Regions from separate parts of the Rattus norvegicus genome. Here region 1 is linked to region 2. Evidence: chromatin contacts called from public Hi-C data. All regions are on one chromosome and are shown on one strand. Each heading gives the region's core, a stretch centred on a gene start, on an enhancer-like site or on the middle of the called end of the contact. The rest is flanking DNA. Distances are from core to core; before and after follow the strand shown. Region 1 has its middle 88 kb from the start of Mir181b1. Region 2 has its middle 500 kb from the start of Mir181a-1.

Region 1 (3,830 bases), core at 1,269-3,768, 580 kb before region 2:
GTTTAATGCTAAACTCTGTTGTTGAGTTTATAGACCTATCTTCTGATTTTTCTTTTCTTTTCGTGACAGGGTATCACTCTGTAGCTGTGGCTGGCTGGGAACTTACAGATCTGCTTGCCTCTCACGTCCCAGTGCTGGGATCTAAAGTATGAGCCACCATGCCTGACCCTATTTTATTGACCTTTTTATTAATTGGATATTTTATGTATTTACATTTCAAATATTTTCCCTTTTCCCCATTCCTCCCTCTCCCTTACCCCCTTGGTCTGTTTCTGTGAGGATGCTCCCACTCCCAAACACCCACTCCCACCTCAACTCAGTGTAGGGATTACCCTATAGTGAGGGAAATGAGCCTTCACAGGACCATGGGCTTCTGATGCCAGACAATGCCATCCTCTGCTGCATATGCAGCTGGCATCATGGGTCCCTCCATGTGTACTCTTTGGTTGGTTGTGTAGTCTCCACGAGCTTTGGGGAGTCTGGTTGGTTGATGTTGTTCTTCCTATAGGGTTGCAAGCCCCTTCAGCTCCTTCAATCTTTTCTCTAACTTCTCCATTGGGGTCCCCATGCTCATTCTGATGGTTGACTGCAAGCATTCTCATCTGTAGCAGGAAGGCTCTGGCAGACCCTCTCAGGAGACATCCATATCAGGCTCCTGTCAGTAAGCACTTCTTCTCAGCAATAGAGACTGGGTTTGGTGGTTGTATATGGGATGGAGGCCCAGGTGGGGCAGTCTCTGGATGGCCTTTCCTTCAGTCTCTGCTCCATTTTGTCTTTCCTCCTGTAAGTATCTTGTTCCCCCTTCTGAGAAGGACTGAAGCATCCACATTTTTGTCTTCCTTCTTCTTAAACTTCATGTGGTCCTGAATTGTATCTTGGGTATTTCAAGCTTTTGGGCTAATATTCAATTATCAGTGAGCGTATACCATAAAGACCTCATAAAATTGAAAAGCTTCTGTAAGGCAAAGGTCACTGTCAATAAGTCAAAACGGCAACCAACAGATTGGGAAAAGGTCTTTACCAATCCTATACCAGATAAAGTGCTACTATCTAATACATACAAAGAACTCAAGAAGATAGACTCCAGAGAATCAAATAACCCTATTAAAAATGGGGTACAGAGCTAAACAAAGAATTCTCAGCTGAGGAATATCGAATGACCGAGAAGTACCTAAAGAAATGTTCACCATCCTTAGTCATCAAGGAACTGCAAATCAAAACAACCCTGAGATTGATTTGACAATCAGTCAGAATGGCTAAGATCAAAAACTCAGGTGACAACAGATGCTGGCGAGGGTATGGAGAAAGAGGAACACTCCTCCATTGTTGGTGGGATTGCAAGCTGGTACCACCACTCTAGAAATCAGTCTGGTGTTTCCTCAGAAAATTGAATATAGTGCTACCTGAGGACCCAGCTATACCTCTCCTGGGCATATACCCAAAAGACGCTTCAACATTTAACAAGCACACATGCTCCACTATGTTCATAGCAGCCTTATTTATAATAGCCAGAAGCTGGAAAGAACCCACATGTCCTTCAATAGAGGAATGGATACCGAAAATGTGGGACATCTACACAATGAAATACTACTCAGCTATTAAATTTCTTCAATGATTTGATGAAATTCTTAGGCAAATGGATGGAATTTTATGACCTTCTAAGCCCCAGTTTTCTTATGGAACTTAGAACTCATGAGAGTTGTTACTTCTAAGGGCTGGAACAAAACCTGTCTGGGATAATGCACAAAATATATTACAAAATTATTGACTAAAGGGTCAAGAAAACCAATTGCCACACAAACATTAGCACCGGCATATGGATTTTTGAGATACCCATAACAAGGCAAGGATGGTATAATCCTTGCCGAGGTGAGACGGGAGGCAGCAAGAAGCAGGTTCCTGTAGCTAACTAACTTATTAGGTAAAGGTTTGGGGACTTGCGAACTCTTACAAACAAAAGTTGGAAGATGCCTGAAACATGGCATCTGAAGTGTCCTTCTGACCTCTGCAAGAACATGCAGACATACGCAAAGTACTCAGACAACAATATGTGCACATGTGTACACACCTACACACACAACAGTATTAACAAGAACAATAAAAAGAATGATTTATGACAGTAAAATTCTTATGAGTGCATCTTATGTTTCGTTATCTTTACCTAATATCTTGTAACCCTGGTAATATGATTTAGACTTTGGTACCAATAAGAGCTGTGTAGAACTGGGCTTCAAATGCAGTCTTAGGTGCCTTACCTACTAACTCAGCTTAACCACAGTCTGAGAAGAATTTATGTTGTCAGAACCGAACCTACTTGCTCTTTTGTCTCTATTCCCATCCACCTGGCCTTGGCTGGGCCCTTTGATCTCTGTATAGGCACAGGCTTAGCTCTCATTGTCTGGTTCCCAGACAAATCCCCACTTCAGAGAGGAAGTTTCAAAGCAGACTCAGCTTCTCCATCCTTCAAGGCAGGATACTGAGTCACACTTCCTGTTACTGTTAAGTCACGACAAAGAGTTCCAGCCCTGACCACAGACTCCTGTCTTATTCACAAGGAATCCCCCAAGGTGGCCTCATGAAGGAGACGAGACTGCCTTGCCGATACTGGCTCCTGTGTCTGCTGATCACTCCCTCAGTCATGTTTCTGCTTATGTTTTTCTGGTCTTTTGTATCCGGCCGTTCAGAAACATAGGCACTGTTTACCTATTTTATTCTATAGACAACCCCTCCAATATTTATTATATTCCTAGTGGAATCTTGTCTTTAAATTGGGAAGAGAATTTAGAGCACTTACAATGTGCCACAGGTCACACAAACATTTACATTGATAACGACAGTCCATGTGTTTTGCATTTACTACTTCTTGGTGTGTCTGAATTAACTACAGGATTTCTTTACCTCGGCAATGTTTCAGCAAGTGAGAGAAAAGTAGGAGAGAAACACGGCTCTCCCTTCTTTTTGCGGTATGATATAGATGATACACTCTTAAAGACACCCACTCCTTACCTCTCTACTTATGCCATTGGTCAGAACTTACAATATGGCCACATTGTACAATTTGGCTACAAGAAAGGCTGGAACAGTGGTGATCTAGTAAATATCAAAAATTCCATCATTGTAGAAGACAAACATAGAAATGGAGGATAAGCACTTTTTACCACAGTGTTTCAAGATGGTTTTCATGACTATTAGCTACATTAAAAAAGCGTGGGTTTGGGTTGGAACGATGGTGCAGTGGTTAGGTGCAGTCCTCTTGCTGGGGTTATAAGCTCACTTTCCAGTATCCAGTTCAGGCTGCTTACAACTCACTGTGGCTCTGACACCTTTTGCTGATTTCAGAGGGCACCTAGACACATACCACAAATAGACATGTAGACACACACACACACACACACACACACACACACACACACGCACGCACACTATACACATGTATAAATACAAATAAATATATACTTTTTACAAGTAAGAGTCTTTGTGAATGTCAGAAATAAGTTCTAAACTGACCTTCCTGACCTATTTTTAAGGAAACCCTTGGACCCCACAGGTCAGGGTGTTGTACCAGCATTTTGAACACGTTCTACATTGCAGCAGGCCCAACAGACACACTGAGTCTCCATGGGGGCCCGCACGGGGCTTCACGTAACTGAGGCTTTGGTTTGCGCTGCTGCGTAAATCACAAAGTGATCTCACAAATTATGAATTCGGCAGACCTGACCGTGAGCTGTCCTGTAATTTAGTTTTACCTTCATGTTGTTTGCCTTTCTAAAGGTTGAGGCTCAACAACAAGAACAGAGCTTTCTTATCTGCCGTGGAGCCTCCCCTCAGTG
Region 2 (3,293 bases), core at 310-2,809:
TAAATATTTCATATTTTGGTGTTGATTCTCATCACCCTTCTTTTAAATTCAAGGATTCATCAAGTATGTCACAATCTCAGTTGCCCGTTTTAATGTTGTAGTCCTAGTTTATTAACCATAACTGAGAGGCCTAAAGTCCTACTGCTGACAGGGTATGGCTTCCTTGGGGGGTCCGTGGCATTGAGTAAGAATCTTTGCCTGAACTCAATTGAATCTGTTGGGACTCTGACGTCTGTATTTTTTGGAGTATGGTCTCATCTGTTTAGCTAACTTCTGTGGATAAAAAGAGGTCATCTGACAGTGGTCACAGAGTTCCAGTACAGTACAAAGATACCTTTAGTTCAGTGCCTAGCAAATGTTTTCCTGCGTTGGTAGAACTGAATGATGTCACTGGGTAGGATTCTGTCGATAGTTATGCTCACTTGTTCTCTCTCAGTGTCTGGCGCTTACAAGTGAAGAACCCCGCCCCTTCCCCACAGGGAGCTTGCAATCTGATTCTGAAAATAATATTCATTCAACAGGGATTAATTTGTGCGTGGCATGAATTCAGCTGGTCAGTGCAATTAGTTTGAGAAGACTAGAAGCCCAGAGTTCTTGCACAATGCTGGCTTTGGAAGAGAGACATTCGAGTAGCATTTGTTTAGTTCAAGTGCTTGCATGTGTAGTATTTCACTGAAACTCCCCATCCTCTCTGCTATAATTGCACTTAATCCCCTTTGAAAATCTAGCTGCCGAGGAATGCACACAGTTTTTCTAGGACCACCCAGCGGGGGAGTTAGGGTATAAATAAGCGCTCTAACTAAATCCCCTCATCTGTCGTATCAAAGTTCCTCCACTCCACCACCGTTCTGCAATACGGAAGGCAATGCCCAGTATGTTACAAACAAAGTTTTAATTCACAAACTGTTTACATTAGTATAAAAAGAATTCTTTGTAACAGTGATTTTTAAACGTTAAAGCATACCACTCTCACAGTAAGAGACTGGAGGCTTGATAACACTAGTGAGTCCCTACAGTCTTCCCGGGACCCTAGGTCGGAGAGGTCCTGTCTGTGTCTACACTACTTCCGCTTGTCTACAGCATTGCCCACATGCTCGCGACAGTCACAGCAACTCAATAGAAACCACTCCTCACTGGAGTGTCCTTCTTAAAGAGTTAAAGTAAATAATCAGAAGCACTTTTCATTTTATCTCGTCGAAACCATCAGAAATGCCTTGGAGAAATGGAAAGAAACCAGTCCAGTCTTCAATTGAGTACTGTTGAAATTTTCCCTTAAAAGGCCTCTATGCTAGTATACCACACAGCATGTTCAAAATAGTCGCAGAAGAACAGCTGGACTGATCAGGCACAGATTTTGAAAGTAGATGAAGCAGCAGTATTGTGTCATCAAATCTCCCAGCCCTCAGGCAAATGATAAGGCATGTTCTCTTTCTTATTTCTCCTTTGCAGGTGCAATCATTTACAACTAAATGGCAGGACTGTCTCTCACACAAGCAGTTAATATACTCTAGAGTTTTCCCAGGAACCAGATGGCATGCATTTCATACCAAGCTTGTTGAAATAAGAGCTAAAATCATCTGCCAATAAGTTGCATGGAAGTTTTCCACAGTCTCCTTAGGTGACCCCATGTAAAATTTTGAAGTTTTTGAGGTCAGGAAGCTTATAAATATTCAGTTCTTGGTGACTCATTTCCAGGGCTGTGGTGGAGTAATTATAGAATAATTCTAGTTAGCCATCAATGAAAATATTCTGACTTCAGCTCATGCTAAAATGCCTTCCCCCCCCCCCATTATCTCTCCTTTGTTTTTGAATGTCTTCCTAACTCAGACTGCCACCTAATGAGAAGGAGATGAATCAGACGAGCTAGAGGCAATGCTATTTTCTTTTGCTGTGAACACTATCGAGGTGAGGTCAAAACTTTAGAGGGTATATGAACATGTAGAAATTATACTTTGAAAATTCATTATTTTGCCCCAAACAATATCTGTAATTAATACTCTAATTCTCCTTGGAATGAAATCCTAAACCCTATACTCCTTGGTAGTGAGGTAGAGGCATGTGACATGGGCTTGCCCAATCCAGGTGCCTCACAGGAATATTTATCAATGCTCACACCTCCCACTCAGCTCAGCCAGTGGGACTGAAACACAACTGTGGCATTCTCATTGAAAGTCTTCAAAATAAATGTCCTTTTCCTTAGAGGGTGTGAACATGGAGATGCAGAGTACATCATGTTAAGGGGGCATTTTTGAGGATAAAGATAGGAGTGGAAGACCTTAAAAGTGGGAAAAGGAGAAAATGGGTAGTGTGGCTAAGGGAGAGTGATCTTTGAATCTGTCTTCCTCGTAATTTCATTCTGAACTAAAGTTCTTATTGTAGCCATTGTCGTTGTTATTCTAAGAACAATACATCCCTTATTGGATGGAGTTACTATGGTTTTTTTTGGCTATTCCAAGATTAAAAATATATATAGTAAGTTATATATTACATAAGAATATTATGATATATATAATTTGTACTATCAATTATTATGGAAAAAACTATATTGTGCATGGATGAAACATCTCTATGGAGATTTTATACCCAACTGTTGGAATAGTATTAATTTTCTTGGAAATATGAGTCAAAATTCTTATTCCATCTAAATACACAGACATGGATGGATGGCTTTTCCAGCCGCACACAAGGAGACAGAGTGATGAAAATGTGTGAGGCTGGATGAAGGAAATGCTTCATGAGTTGTTCATTTGGAAACAGTCATACTTGTGGATAGCACGAGCATGTGCAACAGGGTTGTGTTCTCCCCATATGTGAAGGAAAGCACGTAATTTATTTCCTTCTAAGAGAAGAAAGAGAGTAAAACACTGTGTCAGATGCCATGTAGACTTAGGCTTCCCTTTGTCATTCTGAGTTCAGCTTTCAACTTCATTTGTTCAAAATAGCTCTGGATGGATTTATGAGGTGTCACCTGGTCTCTCTTGTCCATATCTCAAAGTGACTGTGGCAGACTTCCTTAGTACACCACTGTTCTTCCACCTCTACACATTCTCAAACACACACACACACACACACACACACACACACACATGCACAGACAGACACACACACATAGAAAGACATACACAGACACACACACATGTAGAAAGACAGACACAGACACACATACACACACACAGAGAGAAAGACATATACACACAGACACAGACACACACACACACACATAGAAAGAAAGATATACACACAGACACAGACACACATACACACAGAGACACATACACACCCATATATATATA

The links. Hi-C and Micro-C count contacts between places; a contact is called where the count stands out from the background.
Region 1: a contact with region 2 is called in a Hi-C map of psoas muscle, with 2.2 times the contacts expected there. The contact joins two enhancer-like sites. A contact is called at or near these places in 3 of 12 Hi-C or Micro-C datasets (the A7r5 cell line, the Rat2 cell line and psoas muscle).

What each region holds. Positions count from the first base shown.
Region 1 is chr13:52,123,324-52,127,153 of GRCr8, reverse strand. No RefSeq gene overlaps it. Among named protein-coding and RNA genes, the nearest start is that of Mir181b1, 88 kb to the right of the region's middle. Within about 2 kb of position 2,518, at least 4 of the 93 cell types and tissues checked have an H3K27ac peak or open chromatin away from gene starts, as enhancers often do.
Region 2 is chr13:51,539,432-51,542,724 of GRCr8, reverse strand. No RefSeq gene overlaps it. Among named protein-coding and RNA genes, the nearest start is that of Mir181a-1, 500 kb to the left of the region's middle. Within about 2 kb of position 1,559, at least 6 of the 93 cell types and tissues checked have an H3K27ac peak or open chromatin away from gene starts, as enhancers often do.